Regions from separate parts of the Mus musculus genome. Here region 2 is linked to region 1. The links are chromatin contacts, called in public Hi-C maps. All regions are on one chromosome and are shown on one strand. Each heading gives the region's core, a stretch centred on a gene start, on an enhancer-like site or on the middle of the called end of the contact. The rest is flanking DNA. Distances are from core to core; before and after follow the strand shown.

Region 1 (5,564 bases), core at 2,197-4,696:
GCTGGTACTTGTCCTTGTACTGCTCCGAGACCCTGAGCTGACAGTGCTGATGGACCTGGACAGAGGGGCCCGTGAAGAATGGACCTGCGAGGGCTGGAGCCTGGGAGGCTGGCGGTGCTCCGGCAGACCGTGGAGTCTTTCATGTTTGTGCTGAGTGGAGGGGCGAGGAGCAGGCTTGAGCCCAGGTCTTGGGACCACAGTAGGGCCCTCTGTGTACTCATTGGTGTTTCGGATGGCTCTGATCTGATCCAGAGACAAGACGTGTACCTGCTGGGTAAGGGCATCTCTTGGATCCGGCTCCCCGCGCTGCCTGCCACTGTCATGGGCTGTCTGCAGCAAAGGCTGCGACCCGTTGCCACTCTGAGCTCTGGCCTCCATCAGGTCTTGGCAGTGTGTTCACCCCAGCAGGCTTAGAACACATCTGAACTCCTGGGGAAACCAAGAGGAAAGAAAATGGTTTACACTCTAAGACTTCCCGTTCTCCACCCACCAGACTTGACAACTCTTCCACTTCCCTCATCCTCTAGAGAAAATGGGACTTGGAAATGCGCTGGTGGTGGCTGAGGTAGGAGAACAGCTAATGGTCGAGGCATGTTCTCAAAAGTGAAAATTAAGGCTAGGCCCTGACAGTTCTGCAGTCTTAATAAGAGCAGAAACGCAAAGCTAAGCTCTACCGATTCACTGAATGCTTCACTCAAATAAACATGCAATTTAGAAGGCTCCGGCCGGATGAAAAAATTGTCAGGAAACGCTGGCGCATAACTGCTGCCAACAGTTTCACAGGTATACTCTTCAGATCTTGAAGTAGGTTTAAGTTTGTCGCGATCATTTTTACATGAAACACCAACAAATACCTACAACGTATCGGTCAAGTCTTTTTTTTTTTTTCTACATCACACTTGCACCGTGAGTGGTCTAATCCCTATCTTTTTCCAATCCCATAGGACGGCTGTGATTAAAAAGAACATTTCAAGGGCAATTAAAGCGGAGTTTTAAATAAATATTATTAGCATAAAGTTATATAATTAAAGTAAGTCATCTCGAATTCCATTAGGTAGCACGTGAAAATAAAGTCCTAAGACCACAACTTGTACATCAAATATTCTACAGACCCACATCCTAGGCGTCTAGCCTTAGGTTCCGAACCACAAGTCATTTTTTAATAAATAAAGCATGCACACACACACACACACACACAAAAACACCCCATGATTTTCTCATCTTGAAAAATACCCGAGAGCACAAAGCAAGTAACTGCAACAAGAAAAGTTTTAGGAATCTGAAATGTCACAGTGGAAGCCTATGATCCTGTCAAGTAAACTTAAAAATTACAGTCATGCTTCGATTTAAGTACCATCCCATCCCCTCTCCCGAGTCCACATGAAAATAAAGGAAAATAAGCAAAACCGGATTTTTTTTTTTTTTTAACCCAACCTCTGCTTTTTGGAAAAGGACAGCGAACAAGGCAGGTGACAAACCAGACAGAGCTGGAAACCGGATCTGCTCACCTCCAACAGCAAGGTACACAAGGCTGTTCTTCGCTTTCAACCCGTTTATCGGCTCTATCTGCGCCCCCACACAGTCCCCAGCAGGTGGGACTCAGCTAGAACCCCGGGGGACTTTTCTCCAGGCGGACTGACGCTGTCCAGGGGCCAGCCCGGCCCCTCCCGTGTACAATCTGCAGAAGCTGAGGCAGGCAGGGGGCGCGGGCGCCTCCGAAGGGGACGTGTCATGAAAGGCACGAGCACACTTTCCCCTCCTCCACCCCCGCGGCTAAAATTTCCCCCAACCCAAGAGGAACTGCCATCCGGCCCCAAGAGGGGGAGCCACTCTAACACGCCCACCCCCCCGCCGCAAGGTCACCACAAGGTGTTTCTGGGAAGGCCCTCAAAACGGCCGTCCTCACTAGTTTCCAAAGCCGACGGCCCGAGGAAGAGCCGGGCTTAGGGCGCACAGCTTGCACCCACACTCCCAGAGCGACTCCACGGGGCAATGACCTAAGCAAGCACTGCCTGTAATCTGCACACGCCTACCTCCTTTTAGATCAGAAAGAATAAGACATACTTCTTAAAACGAAAGAAAAATAGCTTCATCCAGAGCCCCACTGCACCCGCCAGGCATACACAACTATGAGCCCCGGGGATCGGAAACTTTTCCGTGAGGACCTGCTTGCTGTGCAAAGTAGCATCTTTTGGAAGAAAAAAAAAAGTTGATTTCTACAGATCCCTGGCCGCCTCCAATGCAGCCCCCCCCCCTTCTGCGCTCTCCCAGTTCCTCTCCCTCCCCCTTTGAGTGCTTTGAAACCCCCATTAAGAACAGTGTGTGATCAGACTAAGGATTAGGGGGAAAGGACTTCAGCACTAGGGTGGGGCAAACCGACACAGAAACCCCTTTGTAAAAAAGGCGTTAAGACTCCAAATCTTAAAAACAGTAACACAAAAGAGGGAAGGGGGGAAAAAACTAGCCTTTTTTATTTTGCCACCTACTTTCAGGTAATGGAAAACGATCGCGACCACTTGATATCTCTTCCTGTGCTAAGTCAGCCTCAGTGTCCAAATATATTAAAAAAAAAAAAAAAAGCGTGACCTAGGCCGACCACGAAGAACGGAAAAAAAGAGAAAGCTGCACTTCCGAACCGCAGAGACGCGGCGCCAGGCTGGGCGACGCTCCCACCCGCACCGGGCTAGACTGTCCACACCCGGCAGAGGCGGGGACTCCCTCCGCCTGGCACTCTCGCCTCCGCTCGCCTGCCGGGTCTCCTGGCCCGGTGAGGTGGAGAGGTGAGAAGCCCAGTACCGCAGCCCCACAGGCGCCTCCGCCTCAGGATGGCTCTTCTACAACTTAGCCTTCAAACGAATGGAGGAACAGGTTAGCAATGCCAGAGCCTGCAACAGCGACCTAGAAAACACTTTGTGTTTTCCCTCCCTTAAAGCTCTCGGCGACTGAATCGTCGCCAATGCAGGGATAGGAGTAGAACGCAGTGAAGCGGTCCTCCGCCCCAAACCCCTTACGAGTGAGCTGTCGTGGGACGGGGGATACTGCATAGGCGTACCCTGTAGCCCGGCCATGGCCGAACCCCTGTTCTAGGCGAAGGAGATCCGCGGGGTAGTTCCCTAATGCTCCCGAGAAGCAAGCTGGTTTAGTGGAGAGAGGAACCCGGACCCCACTCCCGGCCGGCTATGGTTCCAGAAGGGGAAAAGCCAAACGCTCCTCACCGTGATCGCGGCTTTGCACCAACCCCTCTCCCTTGAATCCTCTTCTTCCAGCGATGTGCAAATAAATCCAGTCCTGATGCAAACTTTTTCCTTCTTTCCAAACTCTGCTTCAGTCCAACTTCCAAGCAATCGGTGGATTAAAACCACGGGGAAATTTTGGAACCCAGTCCTCCACCGTTGGAACCCTCCCGGATTCCGGGATAGATGACCTCCCTTCCAGAAGCGCACGCGGAGTATTTCCTTTTTCCCCCCTTCTCTCTCTCCTTTTTTTTTTTTTCTCAATGAACAAGAGGCCGAAGCGGCAACGTTGGCGAGTCTCTTTTTTTCCTGGTCGATGAGAGAAAGCGAGGCGAGCACGGCCTTACAAAGAACCTAAGGCCAGCTCGCCAAGACCCGGGGGCCCGGGGCTGCTCCCAAGTGGAGGCAGGCGCGGGGCCGAGGGCCGGGCCGGGCGCGCGCGGGGGCCTGGGCGCTGCGCGCTCCGCCGGCCCCTCTCCTCCGCTGGCGCTGCGGCGCGCAGCTCTCGCTCGTGCAGACTGGGCGTTGCGGAGGCGCGGCGGCGAAGCCGAGGCGGGGGTGGGGGTGCGGAGGGGGTGGAGGCGGCGGGGGAGGAGGGTCTGGGGCCCGGCCGGGGATGGGGGGGGGGGGTACGGGGGGGGAGGGCGCCGCTGGCCTGCGCCCTCGCCTTTCCGGAGGAGGCAGGGAGCTCTGCAGCGGCCGCGGCAGCAGTAAATGGCGTCATGTGGATCCGAGGCGGAACAGAGCAGTTGTTGTCCCAGAGGATATATCGCATCCGGTCCCAGCTCATTGGCTCCGCGGGGCTACATTCACTCGCGCTCCAGCGCCCGCCAGCGCTCCGAGCCGCAGGAGGCATTCAAAAGGGCAACCGCGCCGCCCCGCGCGTCCCCAGCCGCTCCTGCAGCCCCGGCGCCGTCACGCGGGGCCGCGCGGGCCGCCGCGGGGTCAGTTTATCTAGTTTCAAGGAAACACTGACCTTAAAGGGTCCCCCCCCCCATAGCCCCCACCCAGAGGCTACCATACCAGCCCGAGGCTGGCCTCGCTTGGGGAACTTTCTCCCCCTCGCCGCCGGGAGGGGAGAAGGAAGAACGTTGCAAACTAACCCGGCCGCCCGGTGCTAGCGAGAAAAGCGAGTCGCAGCTTTTTAGATTCGATTCGGAATCTCCATTTCGATCCTACCTCTTCTCTCCTGTCTTCCCCCCCACCCCGCCCCGCTCCACCGCACCCCTCCCCCACCGATGCCCAGGGGGCGAAGAGGGTGGGGGAACAGGAGGGGGAGGGAAAGGGGAGCGGGAAGTGAGGTGGGAGGGCTATTGGTTTATTCTTTGTCTACTGGATTAACCCGATTATACACCGGGCACCAGCACAGCCCGCCTCCCCCACCTCCCGAGCCTTGTACGGGAGGAACGGAATGTAGATTCGGGTTTCAAGTCCCTTCTGCTCTGGCTGGGATTGGCTTTGGATTGTGTGTGGACTTGTAGTTTGTTAGAATTTCCTTTTTAAGAGGGATTATCTATAGATGGAGGCCTTTTGAAGATTTTTTTTTTTTGGTACTGTTTTGCTCGATGCAAAAACCTTTTAAATTAATTCTGTAATACCCACGCGATTACTCAGGGCGACATCATGGACTTCCGAAATGGGGGGGGGGGGGAAGAGTCTGTTTCACTACAGAATTCCTCCTTCGCGAAACCATAAATAAAAAGAGCGTCATCTTTCAAATCCCACTATCTGTCACCTAGAACATTCTCATATAAGTTCCTCCTGTTCATGTTGGAAGCGGACTATAGTTAACCATTTAAAACTCTAAATAGGTACTCTCTGGCCGCGGCTGTACTAAGGTGCCTGCACATGGAAGCACGCGCGGGGGGGTGGGGGTCACTGAAATGCATCCACACGCACACGTTGCAATTTTAGCTGAGATTTTACATTTTTTTTTTTTAAACCGGAAGGTACCTGCTATAAGGTCAAAATCCCCGCACAGCACCTGCGACCTTGCACGGTGCGAGGTTAGAGCTCCTAAAAACGTGGAGATTGACTTCTCTCGCTCCAGTCCTCACCTGTTCGCTGCTACCCTGGGCTCTAGCTGCCTTCTGGCGACGTCTCTAACTTATCCTGGCACCTCATTCGCCTGGCTTGCGCTCTCTCCTTGCCCTCTCGGTGTTTCTCCAACCACTCTCCTCCTTCGCCTAGGGTTTGGAACTAGAGATGGCAGGGGAAGTGGCATGCGTTATTTCCGGGCGCTGGCCTGCGTCCCCCCAACTCCACGGCTGAGGGTGGAAGACGCTCGATCGGCCGACTCAGTCGCGTCCCAGCCACTCTGGGCTCAGGACA
Region 2 (5,564 bases), core at 1,517-4,016, 3.0 Mb after region 1:
GTCTCCGCCAACCCAGTGCTGTTTTTACTGTGCGAAGTTAACGTGGGCGAGATCCTCGCATACAGCTGGGGGCAGATCTCCTCATTGGAGAGCAGCATGAAATCCTTCCTAAAGAAGTTCACCGGTGTCTCACACTTGAGGTCGCTCATCAGCACCTCGGAGCCCAGACGTTCTGCCCATTGCTTGAAAGGCACAATGGTGCAGGAGCACTCCCAGGGGTTGCCATGCAGGTCTATCTGGATGATGGAGGTTAACTGGTCCAGCACCCCTGCCACAGGGAGGTACATGAAGTAATTATTGTGCAGACTGAGCTTAGACAGGGAGACCCCAGCAAAGACGTCCACCGGTAGGGACCTCAGCAAGTTGTTGTTGAGAATAAGAATCCTCAGTTTCGGCATGGCATTGAAAGTACCAGGGAGAATGAGCTGAATCGCGTTGTACTCCACATTCAGATACTCCAGGTTCTGCAGCCCAGCAAATTTCTCCCGGGACAGAGTGTCCAGGTAGTTACTATCCATGTAGAGCCACCTGAGGTCCAAAAGGTTCTTGAAAGTGTTGTTCTCTATGTTTGCGATGTTGTTGTTGCCCAGATCCAACAGAATGAGGTTCTTGTAATCCACAAAGTGTGATTTTCGGATGCTATGGATCTTGTTATCTCGAAGGAAAAGCTCCTGCACGTTGGAAAGCTTAGGCTTCAAATCAGCCAAGCTGCTCACGTTCCGGTTGTTACAGTTCATCTTTAAGCCTGAGCCTGGGATGTGGTCACAGCTGCAGCCCCCGGGGCAGGGCAAGCCATGCACTGGGGGTTTGTTTCTGGCGCTCCCAGTTGCTATCGGTGGCGTGGGTTTGATTTTGAGCTGCCAGTTGCCCGGGATCTTTGTACCTCCATTTGGAACAGCCCCTGGGGTAGCATGCTCATCCTGCCCATTTGTCTTGAAAGGAGTTGGCAGGGGGCCAGGAGCGAAGGTTTCTTCCTGGGCAGGGGGAGCCGGGAGACTAGAATCCACTCTGTTTTTTAAAGGACACAGGTCCTGTTCCGTGGTTTCATTGAGGTCTTTACCCTGGAGCCTGGTGGGGGCTTCGCAGACCACTCGACCGATTAGGGCGTTTTTGGGAATGTTCTCTAGCCATTCCTTCAGGGAGAGCAGATCACAGGTGCAGTCCCAAGGGTTATCCTCTAGCAGGATCTCGGCAATGCCAGGGATCTGCTCCAAGACCTCCTCATAGGGCAGTGTTTTCAGCCTGTTTCCACGGAGGTCGAGGTGGGTGATGGGCACATACTGGAATACATTAGCAGGTAGGGTGCTGATGAGATTGTCGTTTAAAATGAGGACTTCCAACTTGTTCAAGTCCTGGAAGGCCCCCGGGTCTATATCCCGTAATAAATTAAAATCAGCCTGGAGGTATTCCAGATCGTCCAGCCCCAAAAAAGTCTGCTTTCGAAAAGACTTGATCTTGTTGTTGTTGATGTGCAGCCGTTTCACCAGCTGCAGCCCCAGAAATGCCCCCGGAACGATCTCATGCAAGCCATTGTTTTCCATATGCAAACTAACCGCATTATAAAAGTTAGCGAACTCATTAGGGAAAAGTCGAGTGAGGGAATTGCCATGCAGAAATAAATGGTAAAACTGGGAAGTCGGGGCGGTGAAGCGCTGCAGACTTGTGAAGCCCTTTTTTTCACAGTCTACGTGTAAGTCCCCTTCTATCTCATTGCAAGAACAGATCTTCTCTTTACAAACGTCCCCTGTAACGTTTCCAGCGGCAAAACAAAGAGACGTCTCCAGCAACAGAATCCAAAGCAGCATTTTTAAAGCGAGCAATTCATCCCAGATCTCATCACAAAGTAACAGCAACCATCCTGCTCGCCACAGACACAATTCAAGTTCATTTAGTGCTCCAATGTCCGATCCCAGAGAAAGAGAAAAGAAGGGTTTGGGGGGGTGGGGGTGGATTCCTTCCTCCCTAACCCCCCCGTACTGCAATAGCCCAGACGCCAGTCAATAATTATATCCACAAACTATCCAGGCACATAGTGCAAGGCAAGCAGAAAAGAGAGGGGGGTGGAAAGTAGAGGAAAGAGAGAGAGAGAGAGAGAAAGCAAACTACTCCCCCTCAACCCTTTAAAAATAACCAAAATAAGTTAAATATATACCTGTACAATTAAAAGGAAACGCACCCTTACAGAATCATGTTTAGAGGTTCTCACTAACCAGCAAGGGAACAATGCTAGCAATTAGAAGCAAGTGCATGTTAGAAACAAGCAGGTTTGCAGCGTAGTACAGGCGCACTGCCTGTGATGGCTGTGCGTCGGACTGACCTTGCCTCTCGGATACAAAGCAGGGCTTTCGGCGGCTTCAGTGGTCCAGGCAGCTGGTGGAGTTCTTGTCTCGGTTGCGGGTTGCCCAGAAGTACCCCCGAGGTGCTGTCCAGTGCCCCCGGTGCTGAAATCACGCCCGCCCAAAAGACTCACTGCCCAGCCAATGGCGCTGGAAAATTTCCGCAATCACTGCGTTTTGTGGATGTCCATCCTGTTCCTTTGCTCCCCTTTGGTCGTCTTCAGCCCTTTTTTTCTGTGCTCCGGCCGGCGCTTACTAGCTCTTCTTTGCTTGTTCTCCTTCTCTTTCTTCTGCTCTTTCGGAATTACGTGAGGGGGGAGGAGAGAGGGGGAGCGAGTTGTCTGAGGGAGGAAGAGAGCGCGAGAAAGGGGAGGAGGGGGGGAGTTGCTAAGAAGCTCTGCTGGTTCCAGCCTGGTGCACTCTGAAAGATCTGACACCCTCTGCTGATCTGCAGTAGCAAAAATCCATCTGGTGAGGGAATGCTGAAAGAAAGAAAGAAAGAAAAAAAAAAAATCCACGTTTAGGGCAAGCGTTGAAAACGTGGGTATTAAAGGCTGTCGATCTACATAGAAGCTTATTTTAAATTGATTATTTAATGTTTTTTGCGTGCTAGAAACTTTACCCTTTCCTTTCCTTAAAGACCTCACAGCCCCCGCGAGCTCTAGCGTTCCGAAAGTATGGCTTTTAAAACATTTATTTCCCAATGGCTTGAATAAAATTAGTGTCAGGGTGTCAAGCGAACGGCAATTTGAGGTAATTATATTGCACGCCATTTTCATCGGTGCTTTAAACGTGTTTCTGCCTTCTCTGCGGTACAGCGTTTTATATCGTTTGATGCCTTTGGAACCTCTACTTTATTTTTGCACCCAGAAAGTGGCTAGTCTGGAAAAAATATATACATATATATATATATATATATATATATATATATATATATATATATATATATATTACATATATTACATAATATCACAATTTGGTAGAGAATATTTATTTCCAGGTATACAACTGAGGTATATACTTTTCCATTTTAAAGTTGTTATAAAATTTCAGTCAATTTGGTGATAGAGTTGAGTTTTTCTGATGGCATTTCTTCAATGTTATTTAAGACTGCAGGACGAAAACACAATGCATGCTTAAATTCTTTGATTTCAGACTAGAAATCTTACCATGACATTCTGAAAATGAGGGAAGGGGATGAGGCAAAATTTTGGAGGCTTTTAAAAACAGTTTGGTAAACAGGTACTAAGCCACCACACATGCATAGTGTCACACACACACAGAGGCGCGCGCTCGCACACACACACACACACACACACACACACACACACACACCTGACAATGTTTCCATACCAGATTTGAGGAATTTAAAATACATACAAGTAAGTAACAAATTGCATTTTGAGAGGAAAGAGTAGAAATCCTGGTCTGTAAGTCTGGGTAGCTGTATCCCCTCTCCAGCTCACTCAGGGTCCAAGAGGCTAGGGAGAGAAATGCTCTGAGATTTTTTTAAGGAGAGAATGTTCAAGTTACCCAGACCAAAAACTCAAAAAATGCAATGCCTTCATTTTTCTTTAAGATTCAGTTTTTTCATGGTTTCAGTTTCACAGACTTTTAACAGAGGTGACATTTTTTTTTTCCATTTAAAAAATTACAAATCATATTAAGCATCTTTTCTCCCCTTTTTCTTTTTCTTTAATTAATTAATTTGTTTAGTTTTTAGACTAGGTTTCTCTGTGTATCCCTGGCTGTCCTGAAATTTCTCTGTACAGCTTGGACTTGAACTCAGAGACCTGCCTGTCTCTGCCACCTGATTGTTGGGATTAAAGGTTGAAGGCCTGGGCTGCCATCTTTCCTTAAGCTGAAGCAAAGGAGACTTGATGACATTTCCCTTTCAAGCAAGTCTTAGGCAACCTTACCAACTATACATACTTGCTAATAATTTGTATAAAATCAAATATGCAATCAAGTTTGCAGTGTGGGAAGATTGAGGAATGAAAAGTTGTTAGCAAACTAGAGTTGGGGACATGTCCAAGGCTTGCTATGCTGTAGGAATGCCTAAAGAGTACATCTACTTATGAGTGGATTGGGAAGCTTATTCTTAGTTAAGTGGGAAGAAATTCATGTGTCATGTATAGGCAAATTGATGGACTCGAGAAAATTTGGTTAGAGAAGAGTTAGAGATAAACAGGTAATTCTTACATTTATTTATAAGCATGTGTAGGTGTCTGTGTGGGGAAGGGCACTCTTTCTTGGTGTCTCTCATTTCTCCTTTATATTACTAAATTACTATGGGCAGGCAGAAGAGACAGATTTTTACCAATCACACGCTATACCTAGGGAATGCAATACAACTGAGAATTGTAGACTTGAGAAGATAAATGGAACAAAAACTTTTCCGTTTCAGTATAAATGTAGAACTGACATCTAAATTGTCTTTCTCCCTAAACCACCTTGAAAAGATAAGGTCCTGTCCAGTATGTGGTTGGCAGAAATGGGCAAGCCACAGAACAAAAGCAACAAGAACAACAACAACAACAAAAAAGAACAACAAAAACCAAACCAACTTGTTGTCTAAATAGAAGCACTATTCATTATAGTCACATAATATCACGCCCTTGCCAAGTGCTTACATTCTAATTTGACTTAGCAAATAGGCCTTTATGTGAAGAGACCCAAAGAACAAACAACTTTATTAAAATGAACAAAATTTAGGTAAGCTACAATTATTGATACTGATATTAATATTGCAACCTTCCTAAGGTTCTTTCTGACTTGTTTCTCAAATCACTACTCACATTAGAAAGATTGCAGAGTTTCTGAATTTGATATTTTATGAGATAAATTTCCATATTATCTTCTGTAAATAGTAAATTACCTCATACACTCGGAGATGAGTGTGGTAATGACCACGATGGCAAATAATTAAATTTAGTATGAATATATGAAGATTATACAACTTATGATAAATATTCACCACAAAACAAAGTATAGAGAAATACAAATGTATCTCTGAAAAAAAAGTATATAATAAAATCTTAATTTTTTAATAGTAAATAAATAAATACTTTGTGTGTTTTTGGAGACAGAGGTCTCCATGAGGCAGGGTTTCTGGATGGAGAGGAACTGGCTGTGTATACCAGGCTTGCTTTGAACTCAGAGGTCTACCTGCCTCTGCTTCCTGAGAACTGGGACTGAAGGCATGTGTTACCATGTCTGGCATAAATA

The links. Hi-C and Micro-C count contacts between places; a contact is called where the count stands out from the background.
Region 2: a contact with region 1 is called in a Hi-C map of cerebellum, with 4 times the contacts expected there. The contact joins the promoter of Slitrk1 here to the promoter of Spry2 in region 1. A contact is called at or near these places in 3 of 484 Hi-C or Micro-C datasets (cerebellum and cerebral cortex).

Annotation. Positions count from the first base shown.
Region 1 is chr14:105,893,373-105,898,936 of GRCm38.p6, forward strand. It overlaps Spry2 (sprouty RTK signaling antagonist 2), which reads right to left and starts at 3,447. Exons shown (of 2, transcript NM_011897.3): 1 at 3,216-3,447; 2 at 1-429. The coding sequence starts at 378.
Region 2 is chr14:108,911,473-108,917,036 of GRCm38.p6, forward strand. It overlaps Slitrk1 (SLIT and NTRK-like family, member 1), which reads right to left and starts at 2,767. Exons shown (of 1, transcript NM_199065.2): 1 at 1-2,767. The coding sequence starts at 1,805.